2 separate regions of the Capsicum annuum genome follow, and region 2 is linked to region 1. A link is a contact called in public Hi-C data. All regions are on one chromosome and are shown on one strand. Each heading gives the region's core, a stretch centred on a gene start, on an enhancer-like site or on the middle of the called end of the contact. The rest is flanking DNA. Distances are from core to core; before and after follow the strand shown. Region 1 has its middle 5.5 kb from the start of LOC124886547. Region 2 holds the start of LOC107875252 (non-specific phospholipase C2).

Region 1 (6,170 bases), core at 314-2,813:
TGCATCTTTTTTTTTCACCTCAGACGTGTTCTCATTAATTTTATCTATCAAAATCTTTGTATTAACTTATTTTTCTGGTGTGCTTGACCCTTTACTATTTGTTGCTTTAGAAATATCTCCTTGTGAATGAATTTGTGTTTTATCTACACCATACTGACTTTTCTTATCTATATTCCTTTGTTAAACCTCTGTAACTTTCTCCTCATCCGCTAGTGCAGTAAAAACATTGCTAATGTTAGTTGTTTTGGTTGGAGAAACTGCTTTATCATTAAACTGAACAGGTGCATTCTTATCATATACAAACCTCCTATGTGTAGGATTCCATTGCCTTCTCTAGAACTTACTGTTGTCCCTTCAAACCTCTGTGGTCGCTTTATTATCCATCTTCTTTTCATGATTTTCCTCAGAAACACTAGGTTTCTTATCTTTCAATTCTAGATGCAACATTCTATAATTTTGTTCATCATGCCCTTGAATTTTTCACCCCCTACAATACTTAGGGATTATACCATATTGGATTTTAATCCATTCCACTCTTGACTCATTAGTGGTTGGATTGATAATTTCCATCTCCACAAACTTTGGAAATTATAATAATAGATCAATTTGCACCTAAATTGACACGACCCAAAACAGGGCTATGTCGTATGGGCACCTCAATCCCACATGAACCGGAGTTTGCCCGATAACCCATCACAATCATCACATCAATCACATGGCTCGGGTGGATCCCAACCATATAATGAGATAGAAGAAAACACTACAAGTCTTAACTTAAACATGTCTAAATGCTTCATTAGATTCATCACACTAACCAATATTCCCAAGTCCACAGTCATCGACAATACCTCTATACAAACCAAAGTTTAGAAATGTATATGTCGTGACAATCCCCCGACAATAGCCAAACCAGTCAAAACAAGACTAAGTCTAAAGATAGGAAACCAAGAAAGAATGTCTTCTGAAGTAAGGAAGCTCACCACTCCTAAGTCAATGCACGAACCGCTTCGATTGCCTAATCACTGTGTAGAAAGAGAAGAAGATACTCTGGCCCCTATGTTACATGGGGACATAGCATTCGGAGACGGTTAGCGGTTAGAACGTTAGTATGTAACTCAATGATAAGAATAAAATAGCATCATCATTCAATAACAAGTTAATATATATATCATATACAACCACATTCATAACCTTATCCATACATATAGACACATCACATGCTAACCAAGGGACAAGTCTTATCAACACTTTGGAAGCACTCATTCGTCATAAATGCAATGAAGGACTCCAAACTTCCACACTTATAGATTCAAAAAAATTTCATTAGGAATAGGACTTTAACTATATTCATATATCATCAAGTAAAGAACTCTAACCACATACACATCCATTTAAGTGAGGGACTCTAACCACTCACACACATTCATATAAGTGAGGGACTCTAACCACTTACTTGTTCACACATTAGGAAAGGGACGCTAACCTCATGCCACATTAGATAGGGGACTCTAACCCCAAGTTAATTTATTTGGCAAGGCACTTCGATCCCATGAGATCTCATTATGCAAGGGACTTTAACCACAAGCGATCTCATTAAGCAAGGGACTTTAACCTCAAGCCATTACATCTATCATTAGTCGATATTGGGACTCCAACCCTTTGTCCATGCATCCATTTACATTCAATTCCACACATAAGGACTTTAACCCATTTAGCCAATTCAACACCATACACGATCACATGGTCCTCATGGGAGCCTTCATTGCTCAACCATTTTAATAGGCAAATGCCTTAATTCAACTCATCATACAATTCAAACTATGGTCCTCAAGACCCTTACGGGCCATTCACACTTCATTAGCAATTTATACCATAATTTAGTTCAACACACAATTCAAGTTCATTTTCATGTTAGGGACTTTAACCCCCTTCTTATTCATCAAATCATCAAGGTCATAAGTTACATAATACATGGATCACTTTACCTTCACAATATCATTTATCAAGAATCCATACATATTGGGCCATTGACCTAGTTCAAAGCATCATCATCATGTAACTAGACATCTCACTTAGACATTTTCACAAACACCTTGTGTACGTGCCTTTACCAAGGCTAATTTTATGGTAGATATTATCAAGACTAGGGTTACTCAATACCCACATGTTATACCACATACAACAAGCATTCATGTGTGCAAACTACCATCAATAACATGTATAAACATAAGTCTAAGCAAAAATCATAATTATTCATCATTAAGCAACAAAACCCTTTTCATATGATTTCAAAACCAACATGTACACTTACTAATCCAAGTGTGAAATACATGGGTTTAGAGTTATTTAGCAAGGGTAAGAGGTACATTCTTTAAACAAGATGAATCACCAAGAATATTGACTCCCTTTTGCCTCTTAATGACCACTCTTGAAACTCTAGCCTCCAATTTTTCAAAGATAAGCTTGAGAGAGTATTTAGGGTATTTGATTCATCAAAATGGATGTTTATGAGGCTAAACACACTTATATAATGAGAGGGTTTAGGGTTTTATACATGGTAAATAACCACAAGGCCCTTAGTTAAAAGATGAAAATTGACCCCGTCCAAGGGAACGACTCACTTAAGTAGTCGTACCCGAGGGTACGAGTGGTACCCTGACTCGTACCTAGGTTTCTCCTAGGTCACACACACTGTTAAGGATACGACCATGCATAACCCTAACTCGTATGCTCCACTCGTAACAAAATTAGTCTATTCCAAGCTAAGACCTTACCCCATACGAGTTACCTAGGTACGACTCATATCCTTAGGTACGATTGAGGGGAGGTTCACTTGTACCTAGGATAATGAGTGACCCTCACCACACTTCCTAGAGTAAGATAAGGGAGGATAAGAAGGATACGGCTCGTATCCAAGGGGTACGACTCAAGCCCCTAGTCGTACCCACCCCAGTGACACCGAAAGATGAAGTTTTTCAATGGTTCTAAGTCTAGGTATTTCATTAATCCTAGCACAACTAGGTATCATCTTATTAATAGTAGTTGAATCTAGCTAAAGAGTTTTACCGACTGCTGAGGCAATATAAAACAGTTATTCCTTCACAAAGAAAGTAGGCTTCAAATCCAGAAAAGATATCATGCCAATATTTGAGTAGTCTCCTCCTTTACTTTAAATTTAGCATCATAAATTAGGAGTCGCTTCGGATAGAAAATGCCTTCTTTATCCAAAAAATAGTATACATTCTTGGATAACATGTTAACAAAGTCCTTTTCTCTATCAAACCTAATCAAGATATGTCTATTCATCAATAGGCTGATAGTTGCAATATCCCTTAACTTTGCATTGTTTGGTATTTTAGACCGATGTTCATTCATTTCAGACCAACCATAAGAGAACTTACTAACTACCGCATATCGGAATTTCTCCATAATATTCATTCTATTAACCTCATCTTCAGTCCGTTGTCCGTTGCACTCTGGGAATTTCATTATTGTATGACAACTTCTTCACAGGAATTGGTTCAATTATTTGTACAAAAAGATGATTATCTATAGGAGCTTTAAATGATGAGACAAAATTGCCTGTTGCAACCATGTTAGGCAAAATATTAGGCTCGGTAGGCAAACTAGGATTTGATGACTCAATTTTTGACAGGAAAAGAGGAGGAAAATCTATTGAAGATTAAAGTGAGGTGGACTGGTCAGCGATAGAAATAGGCTGACCAGCGGCCATGGTGGCCATTTGCAGTGGCTTAGTGGTTTATCTTAGGTAAGCATCTATCATGAGGGTTCTGCGGTGTCTTATTTTAAAGAAAGATAAATATCTTTTGTGTTAATTAATAATAATATGCCTATCATCATCATTAATCCTATTTTTGAATTTGGCCCTGATTTTTCTCTTTAAGCATATATAACAAAGGCTTAAGTCATCTGTAACCCCTTAAAAGTTGTCTACATAATTCACTTAGATGCTTCAACTTGACTTTGTACCTATTGAATACTTCAATTATTAAAAATAATTACCTATTAAAACACCTTTGGCTGATAATACACATCTAAGACACACGTGAAGTCAAGAAAATTTATTTACGATCCAATCAAAAAATGACATGTCGACAAATAAAAAAATAAAAATCTTTGGCATTGTCTTCTCCAAGGTAATATTTTCTCCAAATCTCCAACTCCACACCACCTAATACTGTGCATTTTCTCTCCGGGAAAATCCCCTGGCCACGTCCACATTAATCCTATATCTCATTCTTTCTTCTTCATTTATTCTTCCTACTATCGTTTTGTCATCACCAATGTCGTTGTCGTTGCTATCTTTTTGGGGAGATATATATATATATACATACATACATATATATATATATATACATACATATATATATATATTTATATATTATAAAATTAGATAATAAATTAGAAATATATTTCTCTCACGATTTATTTTTTAATAACTTTTCTTGGATCCACATTCAAAATGTCATCATTTAATTTTTCTCTTTACTGTGTCACTGTGAGTGTACTTCACTCATTTTATAATTTTAGCTGATTGTTAAAAAAGTATTTAAATAGTTTAAAATTAAAGCAATAGAGGTGTTCAATAAATACAAGATCGAGTTAGAATGTCCAAATAAATTATGCAAACAATTTTAAGGGGCTACATATAACTTATCTCTATAGAAAAAAACACATTCAAAAGATAAATGGTCAGTACTTTCTAGGTAGCTTCCACATAAGATGCATGTTATATATTGAGTCATACCCATCCTTGAAAGCCTTTTCCTAGTTAATAGTCTCCCATGCATAGTGATCCAAAACATGAAGCTATACTTTGGAATGGTTTTCCTATTCCATACTACTCTTCATTATGGCCATTACAGTCCAACCTCTCTTCTTCACTAGTATCCTTTAGGGATCATCTCATAGTATGCATTAGAGAACCTAATAATACATGAAGTAAACATCATGATTTTATTTAGTTATTTGTTTGGTGATATCCATCTTTGTGTAACTAATAGGGGTCGTTTTTGTAGAGTGTATAGTGATAATAAAAAATATGGTATATTAGTAAAGCTTGTGCTAGCTATGCTTGCATTAGTTATGTTTGTATGTTTCTTATGTAGTGTTTGGTTTGATGTATTAAAAATAACATGACTTGCATAATTTTTGAAAAAAAATACAAAAATCTCCGCCATATTTATGTTGGCAATTATTTCATTCCAAAGCAGGTACATGGAAAGATGACTTCGCTTTTTAGACAACAACTCACGCGGAGATATGGTAAAATACTATATACTTCTTTTGTGAATTGAGCTTATCACTAATGATTTTTGTGTGATAAATTGTCGAGAGCATCCGAAAGGATGAAAATCTCAAATAAAAACCGCAGGTGCGGATGACTCCAAAAAGGACACAACACAATGTGGAACTCTTTCTCAGCAGCAAAACGGGACATAGTCTAGAGAGGAATGTCAAACTCTCTAGACACGAGCTAAATGATGATCACCACCACCATCCAACCATGCCTCTATTATAAGGCATGTGGGTATTTATGGATAATATGGTCTCACCTTTACCTCTGGGATGTTTTCTTAACTCATATCGAGGGGAACTTTCTCGTCCTTTTAAATTCGGGTGGCAACACACTTAGAATTTTGGAAATTATGTCCGGGTAAGTTCTTACCTATGGATTTGAAGAGCTCCATGTTCATGGTTAAGAGGTTACAAGCCTCTTTTCTGCAACTCGATTGACAGGTCACCCATTTTGAGCCAAAGATCGTCTGAAATAAAAGACTATCTTTTCTACCGGTTGTGTCGAACTACAAGCAGTCTGATTCCCTAAGTCTTGGGGATATGTAGGTAGGGATCTATGTAGAAAACTCGACTACATACCAACCTCCCCCCTAATCCCTTTATCCCCCAGTTTCTCGATTTTATCAAAAACTCTAAAATCGAGATAACTTGTGAATCTTTTGAAAATCATGCTCAAAATCAAGCGTTATGAACTACAAGTTGCCTGAATTCACATGAAACCTGAGATATGTAGGAAACCTGATACCGAGGTTCGGCCATAACTCCATGAAACTCGTGCGTAAAACCAACCTCTCTTAGATACGAATTTGTGGTCGGACAAAAATTAGGAACGTCAAACTCCCTTTGCCTAG
Region 2 (5,477 bases), core at 2,780-5,279, 140 kb before region 1:
TAGAAATCCCGTATTCCACGAACGCACAAAACATGTGGAGCTAGATTGTCATTTCGTCCGGCAACAATTTTTTTTTGGGCTCATTTCTCTTCATTATCTCCCTTCAAAGGATCAACTTGCCGACATATTCACAAAATTCTTTTCTGGACCATCGTACTACCGCTTTCTTGCCAAGATGGGATTCACTTCGATCCCCTCCATCTTGAGAGGGGATGTTGAGAATAAAGAAAAAATATCAAGACAAGATACAAGTGTTTAGATATTTCTTTTGTTGTTTTATTAATTAGCTTTGTGTTTTTATTATTTAGCTTCTTGCACAAGATACATGTGTTTTTATTATTTAGTTTCTTGCATAAGATACATGTATATATATACATTGGTTCACACATAATAAAGATCATCAAGAAAATTTCCCAAAGTTGGTTCTAATTTTTCTACAATCCCAAAATTAGTTATTCCAAAAATAGTTATTTCACAATATATATGGAATAACTTATCTCATCACTATGGTGACAGGATAAATAATTCTGATACTAACTAATACCTCACATCAAATATAGAATAAAATAGTCTTTTATTATTATTTCATAGTTATTTATCCTTATACTCACGCCAAACGACCCCTTAAAGTTAATTGTTATGATTTGTCATTCTTTTTCTGTAATTTTTAAATATATAAATTTTATTTATAAATTTACTATCAAATTTTAAAATTTTCAATTGTGTCTGGTATGTCTCTACTCTGGGATTAGCAACGGGATGGGATAGTCTGCTATGGATCTACCGTCCTTTTGTAATGTTTACTTAGTAGTTAATAAAATTATTAATTGTCAAAAAAAATATATATATGAGAAAAATTGCACATCATATAATTTTTAAATATAAAATTTAATTATAAAACATTAATATTAAGTCCCAACAATCAGTAAGTGTCACAAAGAGGGGGGAGGGGGAGTTGAGATATTTTGATAAAATAAAAATTTTTTTTACAAAAAGTTAAAAATCGATTAAAGAAAACAAAAAGGGAGATGCTGACACCTCCAGTTTTTTAACTTTTTGAATTAATTTTTTTTTTTTAAATTTGATCAAGATATTTATTTTTTATTCTTTATATTTTTCTTTAATTCTAATAATACTCCAATTTTACTGCCCTTAAACATATTGTTTTTCTTTCTTTTTCTCTTTATCGTTTTTCTCCGTCTCTTCCTTCCAGTTTCCTCGTCATCTTTCTCCGATGTTTTTGAATTATTGCAATTAAAAATTATATATAATTTAATTTATTAACATCTTTAAGGACATTTAAATCATTTTAACAACAAAAGAAATACTTATCAACACTAATTTACTAAATATATCAATAATTTTTTCCAATTTCAATACTTTTATTCAAACACTTATCTATTTAATTTATAAATACTTATTTCAACCTTCAAGCACATAAACTAAAAAAAATATTTATATTCAAACAAGCTCTTAGCATTATTACTTTTGAAAGTGAGGTCATAAGGACGAAACTTTCCTGCATACTTGCGCTTTCTTAATAAATTCAAATTAAAACCGAATCGCCGGAATATTCTAAAATTTATTCCAACATCGGGCAGTTCTTGAAGATCGTTCTCTGTAAATAACCTTTGGCTAATAGCGATGTGATGTTTGAGGTGGCGTCGTGGACATATTTCCAATTTTTGATAATCAAATTATGTGTCTTTTTATATCTTATAATTATAATTTTTTTCGTATAATTTTTTTATTACACATATTTTATAATATTTTTTCGTGTTTGAATATAAGTATTTCAAATTCAAAATATTAATTAAGTTGATTCTCGAAAAATAAAAAATTGACAAATTTGACATGCATACCTGGTAACTTTCCTGATCTGGCATCATTTTTGAATGTGATATCATAAGGATGAAACTTTCCTACATACTTGAGCTTTCTCAAATTCAAGTAAAACAGAGTCGCAGGAATATTCTGATAGTATATTCCAAAATCTATTCCGGCATCATCTAAGTTCTCAAAGATCGTTCTCTGTGGATAACCTTTTGCTAATAGCGATGCAATGTTTGATGTAGCACCGTGAGATGTGGCTGAGTGAACGTAGAGACGATTGGGTTGAGTCGATGCGGGCACCGACGCAAACCATCGGTCGAATACCGCAAATTCCGATACTAGTGTTTTGTATACAGCCACCTGAAAGAAAAAAAATGCATGCAATAAATAACTAAATAGATAATTATATGTAAATTTTTTACAAATATTAAGTACAATAATAATTGATTATATTAAATGGTAATTAAGCTATTACGCTCTATTAAGTTAACTTCACTATTACACTTTGTCTAATTGGTTGTCACATATTATTTCATATATAATGTATTGTAGTATCGAGTTATATTGTCTTATATTGTACTACTATTATTTAGATGAACTATATAGTTGGATAGATTATATTATTTTCCATCGTTTCATAATGCCACCCATCGTCCAAGAAAAATAAAGTATAGGGGTAAAGCTAATTAAAAGGTAGAGAGAATGATAGCGACTCGATCACACCCAAATTGATCATTATATAAAATATTTTTTTATCGTTATAAATTCATCACGAATTTACATAACAATCAAAACAAATATTGTTATGCGAAAATGTCTGGTACATTATTAGTGAAAGAAAAAGTTAAAATTCACTAAACAACTGTCATCTTTTATTATTAATTATCAACTCAATAAAAAACTCAATAATATAAGGTTAACTGTAACAAACACAACTGTCTAGTACATATTTGGCAGCTACTCATTCTAGAGTATCATACACAAGCATATTATTCAAACTCAATAGAGAGAGAAACACAAACGTCATAATCCTAAAGAATGTTTTCACATATCTAACATTATTCTCCGGATTATACTGATTTATTTATGAAATTCTAAAAATATTTATGCCAAATTATTAAGAAATAATTAAAAAGCTATTCGTATCGGTTAAACAAAAAAGTGGATCACTTTTAGTGGTTGATTAAAATAAATATGTTTTTATTTTTCTAAAAAAAAATTGGCTTAAAATTTTTTTCATGTCAGTCATATCTCCCGTAAATATCACTTGAATTGATTCTTTATGTGTGTTGTACCAATAGTCGAGTAAATTTTTTGTTACGAAATAAAACTGAATGACTTTCTGAGATAAGTACGATTAATTGAGTGACTATTATATTACAAAATAAAATTGAATAAGTTTTATAAATAAAAATTATTAATTGAGTGGTCATATAAAAAATTAACTGATGAATTACGAATAAATAGCAGATATTTTAAAGATTATGGGATTAAGAACAGAAGAGTGATAGTAGTGGATAGTGGTATACGAGTAGATTTGAGCCCAGAATATGAAGTCGTTTATTACAGAAATTATTTTTTACATTCAAAGTAAAAATTTTAAACAGATACCAAATACCGAAGTCCGAACAGAAACTTACCATATCGGGTTGGAAACCATTCATGACCTGATCAGGCATATTAGAATCCATAGAAAGAGCTTGTTGAACAAATCCATTCATTGCTGGTTTTCTTGTACTATCATTTGACCCAAATATTTGCTCTCTTATTGCTTGAAATGAATGTCCCGGATCTGGATCAACATAATGTGACCCGTCCCTGAAGAAAATCTTTCGGGAATTCAGGTCACTCGTTGAAATCGGGTTGGATTCTGATCCGTCTACCCCATTGATTTTCGGGTTCAACTTCTTCATCCATCCTAACATGTGGTCGAATGACCTGTTCTCCATTACTAGAACCACCACCGTCTTTATTGGGCTGCTAGAGTCAGCAGCAACCCAATTATGGTGGTGGTTCACTATTAGAATTAGAAAAACTAATGGAGTTGTGGATGACATTGTGAGTGTGATGTTGTTTGGGTTGGGGGTGGGGGGTATCAAAGACAGTAATGTGGTCTCGTGAAGCTGAATTTTATAGAGCACCTGTGGGGAGCGGAGTGGAGTGGGGGATGGTGGGATTTGGACAGTTACACGTTTGTATGTATTTGTTTTCTTGCTTTGTTAGCTGGGAAACACAAATATCTTATTTAATGTAGTCACTAAATAGTGTGATTTGAGTAGATACAATAAGATTTTATTTTTAATTAGAGTTTTTAAGTTTGTGTGAGACTGTCTATATTATGTAGGACACATATATTTGTTTATTTAATTTTATAAAATTTATGCATATTTAAAATTGAAAGACGTGTAAGTGTCGATGGAGACTATATTAACGTACATACTTATGTTTTATGCCTTTTTTAAGTTCAAATTTAAAAATGAAGAAACTTTCCATCGTGGAGGATTTTTTCTTTATCACTTCAAATCAAATCTTATGTAGGCAAAATTATAATTAATTGAATTGCATGGCGTAAAGAATTGGATTTTGAGTTTGTTTCTAGTTCAAAAGTTAGTTCATGAGCCAAAAAGATCACCGCACATGAATTTTCATTCGGCGTGAGTAAACCAAAAATGACAAAATAAAACCCTCATCTTCTTTACTACTAAATGATTTTTCCCAGTAAAGATTAATGGTACGTTATGGACATAGTGGTAAAGTATAAAAAAGAAGATAAAATTAGGCCAGCGTGGAAGGGCATTTATGGCTTGGTGATAATAATTAGTTTTTCGGCAAAGGATGGGGATGCATTTAAATGTGACATTTTTATTAATTATCTTTCTTGTCAAATTCAATAAATGTCATATTATAATTCAAGTTAAATATTATATTTATTCATTTATTGAGTTAAGACTTTATATTTTAAATACATAATGAAATTAAAAATATTTTTTTCTTTTTGATTTCCCAAGATATTCCCATAGACGGCAGCCGTAAGACTAATTCTTCGTTCGTCGGTCAAGAAATTAAAAATATTTAAATTAATCTTAAGATAATGTTTGCATTTAAAATTTAAAATATTTGTCATTTATACAAAGTACCCTAGTAGATTTTACTGTAATATTTTTCTAAAAGAGGATTTATCCTTGAATTCAAATTTATGTTTTTTTTATCCCAATATTAAGAATTAGGTGATTGAATCACTACAAATACCATAAAATACTACAAATATAAAATCAAGGGAAAAGGGTCAAATTTATTTTTCTACTTTGATAGGCTAAATATACCCTTCTTCATATTTTGAAGTTAAATTTATACTCATTGTTATATTTTGGTGTCAAATTTATCTTTTTACTTTTAAAAATTGAATATATCCTTTATCATATTTTGGATCAAATTTATCCTCGATGTCATATTTTGGGGTCATATTTATTGTCGTTGTTAAGAAATTTTTCACATGTGTCCTTCCTTTAATAGAAAAGCTCAAATCAACATTAAATGACCTATTTTTTAAAAATAAAATACACTTTAATCTAATTCGTCCGATCCAACTCGAGACAAAAAAGGTCACAAGCAAATATAACCCCTTTACTCTCAGTTTTATTGGT

What was found. A called contact is a pair of places that touch in the nucleus more often than the background predicts.
Region 2: a Hi-C map of leaf shows a contact between it and region 1, with 2.2 times the contacts expected there. The contact joins the promoter of LOC107875252 here to the enhancer-like site in region 1. A contact is called at or near these places in 2 of 5 Hi-C or Micro-C datasets (leaf and placenta).

The regions. Positions count from the first base shown.
Region 1 is chr1:58,165,989-58,172,158 of UCD10Xv1.1, reverse strand. No RefSeq gene overlaps it. Among protein-coding and RNA genes, the nearest start is that of LOC124886547, 5.5 kb to the left of the region's middle. Within about 2 kb of position 1,563, at least 1 of the 5 cell types and tissues checked has an H3K27ac peak or open chromatin away from gene starts, as enhancers often do. A contact at or near this core is called in leaf, where this site is marked.
Region 2 is chr1:58,309,759-58,315,235 of UCD10Xv1.1, reverse strand. It overlaps LOC107875252 (non-specific phospholipase C2), which reads right to left and starts at 4,029. Exons shown (of 4, transcript XM_047395411.1): 1 at 3,474-4,029; 2 at 1,863-2,193. The coding sequence starts at 3,890.